2 separate regions of the Macaca mulatta genome follow, and region 2 is linked to region 1. Evidence: chromatin contacts called from public Hi-C data. All regions are on one chromosome and are shown on one strand. The core of a region is the stretch at or near the end of the contact, and the rest is flanking DNA. Distances in the headings are between cores, read along the strand shown. Region 1 holds the start of DDX59 (DEAD-box helicase 59). Region 2 holds the start of CAMSAP2 (calmodulin regulated spectrin associated protein family member 2).

Region 1 (4,969 bases), core at 217-2,716:
GGTTCAAATTAGAGTCCAGCGCAAGTACAGAAGGTGAACAAGAATGCTCCTACTAGCCCTGTTAGTAATTACTAGGGGCAGATTCAGGTTTTGTGGGGTATGAGCTTATATAATTGGAGAAGAGTGAGGCTTTTAAAGAAAAAGATTCAGAATTATGAATAAAAATTAGGTTCAAAAGTGAATATTTTTTATAATGGCAAAAGAAATTACAACAATTACAAATTTCACAAAACCCAGGAAAAGAGTTCTGTCATAGGTATGTGACCTACAAACTTGGGAAGTTGATACATTTAGTCTGTGTGATTCCTATCAAAAAAGAAAATACTTAAAGCGCATTTATAATCCTACCGGCTACAGTATTGAATACATTCCCAACAGGAGAAAACTTCCTTTTGACTGGGCAGTAAGAAATAAATGTTCTGTTAATACACTTAACAACTTGGATGAATCAAAAAAACAAATGTTGAGCGATAAAAAGCAATTCCAGGCTATATATAATTTTATAAAGCTCAAAAAGAAAAATACACGAATACACAGTTAGGAATGCATCCAAATATGATAAAACCACTAAAAATGACAAAGAGGGACAAAACGGAAGATGGTGGTGAGCTAAGAGGCCAGGAGTAGAATCCTGGAGATGCATGGATACATGCTAAATACTGATAACGTGGTGGAGTGATACTTTCATTAGTATACTTTACATTTTACATATTTGGTAAATAGCTATTTTGTATGTATCGAATATTACATCGAAAATATTTACTTAAGGCACCTGAATGTAAGCTGGCTTCCCTCCTTCCTCTCCCGTGCTGTCTCCTTTCCCCCATCACTTCTCAACTACAAACTGCTTGGGACACGTGGCTCCAGAGGTTGGCAAAACAGGGAAATGTCAGCCCACAAGGACCAAGAACCGTGACTTGTGTTACTTTCTTGTTGGTGTTGGGGCTGGCGGGGAGGGGTGCGGTGGTGCAGGAAATATTATCCAGCATATCAAATACGCCACATCAAGCTGACTCTGAATTTTGAGTGGCTCTACTAAAGCCAGAAAAGGGTTTTTGAGCCCAACGGGAAGAAGCGCCCCTCCCTTTTACACTCACACTTCCCACTTTCTAAGGGTGCCAGGCCCCGCGCCGCCCTGCTGCTTCTTTGCTTACGTTCCGACTCTTAACCACCAATCCCAGCCTACTCCATTACGTAAATTATTCCAAGGATTCCCAAATGTGCCCCTCCGTCCAGAACCCGCCCAATCCCGACCGGTTCCGAGATTTACCGCCAGCCCAGAGCCGGGCGGGGGCGTGAAAACGCGAGGAGCCTTCCCGCCCCTCTCCTCATCCCTCCCTCCCAAGCCACTGCCGGCTCCCAGCCGAGCTCCGCCCCCATGGTGGCCCCGCCTCCCCACCGCCCGGAAAGCGGGCTGCGGCCCCCTCCCAAAACCCGGAGAAGTGGATTGTGCGCTCCGCTCCGCACCACCAGTCCCGGGCCGCCGTCCTGACCAGCGGGTCAGGGCTTGCCGGGCGGAAGCCTGGCCTGGAGCCTGGAAGGGGGAGCCGGCCCCGAGCGGGAGCGGACGCGGCCTCAGGCCTGCGCTGGTGAGCGTGCCCCGGAAGCCCGGGCCCCTGGCCGTCCTGCTGCCCTTTCTCCTGGAGCCCGGCCGCTAGGCCGCGGAGGGAGAACGGGTGCCTCTGCGCTGCCCCCCCCCCCGCCCCGTCCTTACAGTTCCCCGTGTCCCAGGCCTCTACCCGGAACCGGAGCCCCGCCCGTCTCTCAGCAGCTCCATGACGTGAAGCGCCTCGGGGTGCGGTGCCGCCGGGCGTGGGTGGGAGGCAACGCCCGAGAGGAGGGCCCGCCAATGTGCGGGGATGCGGGGGGCGTTGGCGAGATTTGCAGGCTGCGCCGCTGCCCGCCCTCCCGGCATGAGCCCGTTCCCTTTCGCCATTGGAAGACTTTTGAGTTCCAAGCTTTTTCCTGCTCGCATAGAGCCGTGCCTGCGCTGCCCGCCACCCCACGTACAGTTGCATTTCTGTTGGAATTTTTCTGGAAGTTGGAATCTGGCAGTTTAAACAAAGAATTTTTGTAAGAAAAACATTTGTTAGGATATTTGATAGTCCCCAGATTAGGTTAAAAGTCTTCTTCCCAATCACTGTAATTTTGCAGATATGTTTTTGGTGTAAATGGGTATAGATCGGGGTTGATGAAAAGAATCAAACTCAGAAAAATATTTGAAGAGATTTATTTTGAGCTAAATACAAGCGACCATGGCCAGTGACAGTCCTCAGGAGGTCCTGAGAACATGTGCCCAAGGCAGTTGGGGTACAGCTTGGTTTTATGTATTTTAGGAAGGCATGAGACATCAATCAAATACATTTAAGAAATACATTGGTTTGGTTTAGAAAGGCAACTCAAAGCCGGGGCTTCCAGGCTATAGGTAAATGTAAACATTATCTGGTTGATGGTTGAGGTTATTAAAAGGAATGTTCAGGCTGAAGATAAAGGATTGTGGATACCAAGTTTTATTGTGCAGAGGAAGCTCTTAGATAGCAGACTTTAGAGAGAGCAGGTTGTAAATTGTTTTATATTGGACTTAAAAGGGTTCCTGGCTCTTAGTTGATTATCTCCTGGATCTGGGAAGGAAGGAAGGAAGGAAAACAAAGCGGGGAAGGGAATTCTCTATAAAATGGGGATTTTTCCTACAGGAGACTTTGCAGGGCAATTTTAAGGTATGGCAAGGAAATATATTTTGGGGTAAAACATTTTTATTTTCTTCCTTGTTATGCCAGAGTCAGATTGGAAAGTCAGTCACTGTGTATTGGCTTAAATAAAACCCATCTGATAAGAATTTATGGTTTATAGGACATGACTCTCCAGACCCCTTAGAAAGGAATTCGGGTAAGATAAAAAATTAGAGCTTAGTCCTCATATGGTTGAGAGCTTGTGCTCTGGATCCAGAGTGCCAGGGCTGTAACACTTAAGAATTGTGCAAGCACGACTGGCGCGGTGGCTCACGCCTGTAGCACTTTGGGAGGCCGAGGCGGGCAGATCACAAGGTCAGGAGATTGAGACCATCCTGGCTAACACGGTGAAACCCCGTCTCTACTAAAAATACAAAAAATTAGCGGGGCGTGGTGGCGGGCGCCTATAGTCCCAGCTACTCCGGAGGCTGAGGCAGGAGAATGGCGTAAACCCGGGAGGCGGAGCTTGCAGTGATCCGAGGTCGAGCCACTGCACTCCAGCCTGGGCGACAGAGCGAGACTCCGTCTCAAAAAAAAAAAAAAAAAAAAATTGTGCGAGCCTGGACAAACCACTTAAGTGGCTCAGTTTCTTCTAAGTGTATATAATGTGTTTTATACACACACGATTTTTCATTATGCTATGTTATGTATATTACTATATTTTTCCATTATGCTATATGTATATTAATCTATGTAATCTACATAGTATAGCATAATGAAAAAATATCTGTGCATATATATTAGGTAATGCTAACCGCTTTACATGGTGGTTGTGAAGATTAGGTGAAGCATTGTGCTTGGCATATAATAACACTGAGTGTTATGAAAATAGCATTTTCTCTGTGATTTGTGGTTTTGATTTTAAAGATTTTAATTGCGAAGTATTTCTCCTGTTTTCTTTTTTGATGCTATAATAGAAGGATTTACCCCAGAATTTCTATAATATCTGATACTTAAAAGTGCAAATAATCAGTAAACGGAAATAGACCATGTGTACAAGGCTATGTTGAGCAGTGTGCAGTGTTTCAACACTGCTGTGTGTGAGGAAGAGGACTCCATCTCTTCATCAGTGGAAGCTGGCGAACGGAAGAAAAGCTTGATATAAAGAGTGTCATGATGTCCACTGTTCCTTTCAGGCATAGCCGCAGGACGCTAGGCTGATTCTGTGATAATCACATGGTATTTTATTTATTTATTTATTTTTGAGATGGAGTCTAACTGTGTCGCCCAGGTTGGAGTGCAATGGTGAGGTCTTGGCTGACCGCAACCTCTGCCTCCTGGGTTCAAGAGATTCTTCTGCCTCAGCCTCCCGAGTAGCTGGGAATACAGGCACATGCCACCATGCCTGGCTAATTTTTGTATTATTAGTAGAGACGGGGTTTCACCATATTGGCCAGGCTGGTCTCAAACTCCTGACCTCGTGATCCGCCTGCCTTGGCCTCCCAAAGTGCTGGGATTACAGGGGTGAGCCACCACGCCTGGCTGTTAATCATATGGTACTTTATATGTAACTTTATTAATGGTACAATAAATCTCATTATATAATTTCCTTAACAGAATATTGAAGAATGTTTGTTCCAAGATCTTTAAAAATCAAGAGGCACGCTAATGGTGATGGCAAAAGTTGTGTGGCTAAGATAATTAAATCAGACCCAGAAGACCTTCAGTTGGACAAAAGCAGAGATGCTCCTGTTGATGCTCTAGTTACAGAAGCAGCCACAACACCAGACAGGCACAGCAGCGAATCATGCCCTTTCCCCAGCCCAGGTGGCCAGTTGGCAGAGGTTCATTCAGTAAGTCCCGAGCAGGGTGTGAAGGACAGCCATCCTTCTGAAGAGCCTGTTAAGTCATTTTCCAAAACACAGCGCTGGGCAGAACCGGGGGAACCCGTCTGTGTTGTCTGTGGTCGTTACGGAGAGTATATCTGTGATAGGACAGATGAAGATGTGTGTAGTTTGGAGTGTAAAGCGAAACATCTTCTGCAAGTTAAGGAAAAGGAAGAGAAATCAAAACTCAGCAATCCACAGAAGGCTGATTCTGAGCCAGAGTCTCCACTGAATGCTTCCTATGTCTACAAAGAGCACCCCTTTATTTTGAACCTTCAGGAAGACCAGATTGAAAATCTTAAACAGCAGCTGGGAATTTTAGTTCAAGGGCAAGAAGTCACTAGGCCCATTATTGACTTTGAACATTGTAGTTTCCCCGAGGTCTTAAATCACAACTTGAAGAAATCAGGCTAT
Region 2 (4,950 bases), core at 1,075-3,574, 71 kb before region 1:
GAAAAAAATACTATACTTCAATATGTACTATGTGCACATTTTTCACACTTGCAGATAAAACGGTTACTCTGCAGAATGATATAGAGTAATAAGCAAAGACTTCAGAGTCAGACATGCAGAATACATCACTTGCCAGATGTTTAATCTTGTGCAAATGTACTGACTTCCTCCTGTTTTTTAAATGGGGAACACACTACCTACATCAGAGAGCTGTTTTGAATCCCCAATGTACAACTTAATGCAAAGCATCCAGCGGCAGACATCAGATTCCACTGATACTAGATTTCCTTCATTTCCTTTCTTCTTCAGGTGTGTTCAGTGTGTTCAAGTGGTCTAGAATCCACCAACCTGGCTGACACATATCCAGAAAGTAGGCCATTTTCTAGTTGGAAGCTTTTGTGTATGCACGGCAAAATTTTGACATCTGTATCCTATAAGCATCCTCTCAATTCCAGATGGAAAGAAAATATTTCTCTTATTCCCTTTGCCTTCCACTTCATACATACTACCTTTCCACATAGGTGACTATGTAAATTTCCCTCTTTCCATGTTTTCTAAGCACTTAAATGGCCTTCATTTGCCATCCAAATAGATACTAGCTTCCGTGTGCTGCTTAAGTTAAAACCAACATACATCTATTATTCTCACTGCTTCTATCAGTGGTGCCAGAATGTTTTTATATAAAGGCAGTAACAGTTTGTGTTTCTTCCTATGAGTTACACTAGACATTTAATTTCAAAGAGATGTTTAAAATATAAATTAGTTGAAAAGGATGTATTATATTTATTCCTGATGCCAGTTTAATATCAAAGCATGAAAATTCAAGTAAAATTAAGGCTGCCATAAACATAAAATCACACCAATGGGAAGTTTCCCCAAAAACAAATTCAAATAATTTTCCAAACACTGAGATTAATCTGCTATTTAAGTAGGGTGTGTAAGTCCTGAAGATACTCAGTTGTGTGTAAGTTTAAGCAATAAAACTGAACTAAACCATTTACCAAAACATTACATAGTACTAAAATTGGAAATTAGTCACCACCCCCCTAAAAAACCCTATATTTAACATGTGGAAACTTGTGAGTACTACGGAACTTTTCAACAAATTATTTCATGTATCTAAAATTCACTAACTAGGGAATAGAAATCTTGTAAAATTACTCTTAAAAGTTACCAAATTACAGAAGCATCTTCCAATGAAAAGCAACTCTCTAATTTTTTAAGCATTTCACAACATGGGCTCCTAAAGCAACACTAAAGAATCACAACGGGAGGCCCTTTTCCTGTTATTTTGCAAAGACTGGGTTATGGAGGGAGTGTTTAACTGCTACTGTACTACACAATTTCTGTGTCAACAGCACTTGCCTTCAAAAAACTCCTCTATTAAAAAAATTCCCAAAGTAGGGAGTTTCTGTTTCTTTTAATTTATGAAGCCAAAATACATTTGGAAAAAAGAATATGCCTCACTGACAATAGGAAATGAAAACAGCACCCTACAGTCAGCAAACTGAACACTGGTTTTAAATAATTGATTTAGTAAGAACTTAACATGTGTGCAGAAGGCTGATACAGCCTTAAAGAATGACAACAAAAATTAATACTGCACTCGACACAGGCCACCTTACATCCGACGGAGCCTGAATAGCAGCCATCATTACAAATGTCAAAATCAATACAGTACTATGCACTATACACCCTCTCGCAATAATAAAGAAACCAAGTCAGATTTCTTGGTGGTGTAATCACAATTATGACTGAGACAGAAATGTATGCAGCACAATGAAGAAAATACCACAAATTAAAACCACTCTATGTAAAAACATAAAATTGCTCACTGGGTGGTGGTGGTGAACATTTTGCCATCCAATAAAAGGAATCTGGCCAAATCCCACCTGACCATTCACGTGCCCTTCATTGAAGACCAAACCTGCTTTCCGTATTTCTCCTTTCTTTCTCTTTCTAGCCTCCCATCATCTCCCTGAACCTGTACGAGAAGACAGGCACGGAGAGGGATTCGAGAATCGGGAACAAAAACCGGGATGTGGACCACATCAGGAGGAAGAGTGGAGGGAAGGGGTGACACCACTAACCTGTCCCAAAGGCTTTGGCCACCAGCCAGGCCAGATTGCAGGCGATTTTGGCCCTGGAGAAATCATAGTGGTCAAAGGGCTTGATGGCTGGAACAATGAACGTCTTTCTCATCTCCCTGGGGTCTGCAGCATCCCCCATCTTTCACGGCGGCTCCTTGGGATGTCCCGGCCCTAACCTTCACATGGCGTGGCCTCGCCGCCACGGGGGTCGGGAGGGAGAAGCAGTTCAAACCATCGGGGCCCGGGCGACGTCCGCCCGGGCGCCGACGGGGGAGAAGCTCAGCTGTCCGCGCCGCGCGCCTGCCGCCTCCCGCGGGAGCCGCCGCCGCCGCCGCTCCCGGGCATAGGAATGTGGCGGCGCCGTCTCCGTCCGTCCGTCCGTCCGTCCGTCCGTCCGCGCGAGGTCCGCCCCGCGCCCGCGCCCCTCCGAGCCACCCGCCCCGCGAGCCCGCGTGTGAGCGAGGCCGCCTCCCCTTTGTCTCGGTTTAGTCACACGGGCTTGGGGGAGGGTGGAGGCTGGAAGGGCCCGGAATTTTAAGGGAGGGGGGGTGGGGGAAACCTTCAACAATCACGTTGTGGAAAATGTCCCCGCCATCGCGATGCCCGCACGCCCTCGCCTCCCTCTCCCCTTCCCTCGGAGCGGGGAGACCCCTCAGGCCCCGGGTGGCCGGAGGGACGAGCGGGACGAGGGGGAAGCACAGGGCGAGTTGGCCCACCCAGCGCAGCCCGGCTGCGGCCCGCGGGAGACGCAGCAGCGGAAAACGTCAAAATCACTGCGGCTCGCAGGCCGCCGCCGACCCGTCCCCTCCTCTGCGCTCCCTCCCGTCGCCGTCTCCTTCCCCTGCCGCCGTCGCCGCTGCCGTCTCCCGGGTCTTCCTCCCTTGCTGACGGCGAAGGTGGTGGCCTGGGAGAGGCCGCGAATCCCAAGCTCTCAGTTCCTGTCTTATCAGTTATGTCCTTGTAATTTTTTCCTGCCCCTCTTTCTGCAGCCCGCTGAGTCGTTCCCTCTCAGCCGCCGCCGCCGCCGCTGCGGTTTTCCGGCTGCGGCACTGGATGGAGGAACAGATGCGGGGACTGAGCATGCGCCCTCGCGCGGCTCCGACCCCCGCCCCCGCCCCCGCCCTGCTTCCCTCCAGTCGCCGGCCCACTGAGCATGCCCAGCCTAGCTCCCCGCCCGCGCCCGGGATTCGGGGCGGCTGCCTTTTAATCATCGCTCTGGAGTACTCGCTTGAGTGGACATCCTCCACGTCCCTGGCTTTTGGCTGCTGCTGCCTGCACTGCTGAGAGAGGAAAAGGAAGACAGGGAGGAGGGAGAGGCCTGGCAATAGCTTTCATATTCTACTTAGTGCTTCTTAGAAAAGAGTTGATATTTATTTAAAATGCTCATTATGTGACACACACTTTGCAGCGAACTTGACCTGCACTTTAGCCCTCGCGAGGTAGATGTCATTGCTGATTGTCCACGAAAGAGAGGTGGAGGTGATTAGGTCGTACATGGAACTTAACCACTGAGGATCTGTGGGGGCTCCAAACCTGTGTTAATTTCATGATATCCAGATATTTTCTTAACTCAGTGCTCTCCACTTAAATTTTATCTCTGGGATGGGAACACATCCATCAATGCCTCCCCATTCGCTCAGAAAAGAGCATAAATTCTTTCACAAAGCAAGCTAATGCCCTTTGTGACCTGGCATCTGCAGGCCTTTATAGCTTCATTTTGTCAGAACTGCTATTTTCTTCAATGAGCATCCCTTCTCAGATCTCTACCTCCTTGCTCAGGGTGGTTCCTCTGTCCACCCAGCTTACTCCTACTGCACCTTCAAACTCCACAGTAGTCACTTCCTCCATGAAGCCTTCCCTGATAGCTGCTGACAACTTTCCAGTCAGGGCTGTCACATAGGTGCCTCCCCCGTTGTTCCCAGAGCACCCTGTTCTTAATTCTGTCGTAGCATTTGTCACATTGTGTGGCAATCATCAGTTACTTGTCTGTTTTTCCCATTGATGACATGATGATGGTATATCTCCAGCACCTACACGGTACCCAGCCCCATAGTATAATTGCTCAATTAATGGACTACATGTGAATATTATCAAAGTTAACACACACTGAGCTTACTTAAATCACTAGCTCCTCACATCTCATTTTAATACATTATCTAATCTTATTTTAAAATTATTGTTATTATTATTATTGAGATGGAGTCTTGTTCAGTCACCCAGGCTGGAGAGTGATGACAAGATCTCAGCTCAGTGCAGTCCACCTCCAGGGCTCAAGCAATTCTCCTGCCTCAGCCTCCTGAGTAGCTGGGACTACAGGTGTGCCCCACCACACCTAGCTGATTTTTTGTATTTTTAGTAGAGATGGGGTTTCACCAGGTTGGCCATGTTGGTCTCGAACTCCTGACCTCAGGTGATCCGCCAACCTCAGCCTCCCAAAGCCCTGGAATTACAGGTGTGAGCCACCGTGCCCAGCCTATTATTATTATTTTTTGAGACAGGGTCTTGCTTTGTTGCCCCTGCTGGAATGCAATGGCGAAATCACGGCTCACTGCAGTCTTAACCTCCTGGGCTCAAGTAATCCTCCCACCTCAGCTTCCCATATAGCTGGGACTACAGGCACACATCACCACACCCAGCTAATTTTGTTTATTTTTTGTAGAGATGAGGTCTCCCTATGTTGCCCAGGCTGGGCTCAAACTCCTGGACTCAAGGGATCCTCCCACCTCAGCCTCCCAAAGTGCTAGCATTATTTAATTTTAATATTTATAAAATCCTGTATTATCTTCATTATACAGATGAGAAAACTAAGGCTCAGAAAAAAATTTAATTACTCTTATTTTGCACAACTAGTAAAGGCAGA

Evidence for each region. A called contact is a pair of places that touch in the nucleus more often than the background predicts.
Region 2: a Hi-C map of fetal cortex germinal zone shows a contact between it and region 1, with 1.9 times the contacts expected there. The contact joins the promoter of CAMSAP2 here to the promoter of DDX59 in region 1. A contact is called at or near these places in 2 of 14 Hi-C or Micro-C datasets (fetal cortex germinal zone and fetal cortical plate).

Annotation. Positions count from the first base shown.
Region 1 is chr1:58,318,956-58,323,924 of T2T-MMU8v2.0, reverse strand. It overlaps DDX59 (DEAD-box helicase 59), which reads left to right and starts at 1,466. Exons shown (of 8, transcript XR_013417408.1): 1 at 1,466-1,589; 2 at 4,287-4,969. It overlaps LOC144340888 (a long non-coding RNA gene), which reads right to left and starts at 954. Exons shown (of 4, transcript XR_013417429.1): 1 at 773-954.
Region 2 is chr1:58,391,266-58,396,215 of T2T-MMU8v2.0, reverse strand. It overlaps CAMSAP2 (calmodulin regulated spectrin associated protein family member 2), which reads right to left and starts at 2,324. Exons shown (of 17, transcript NM_001266713.1): 1 at 2,091-2,324. The coding sequence starts at 2,229.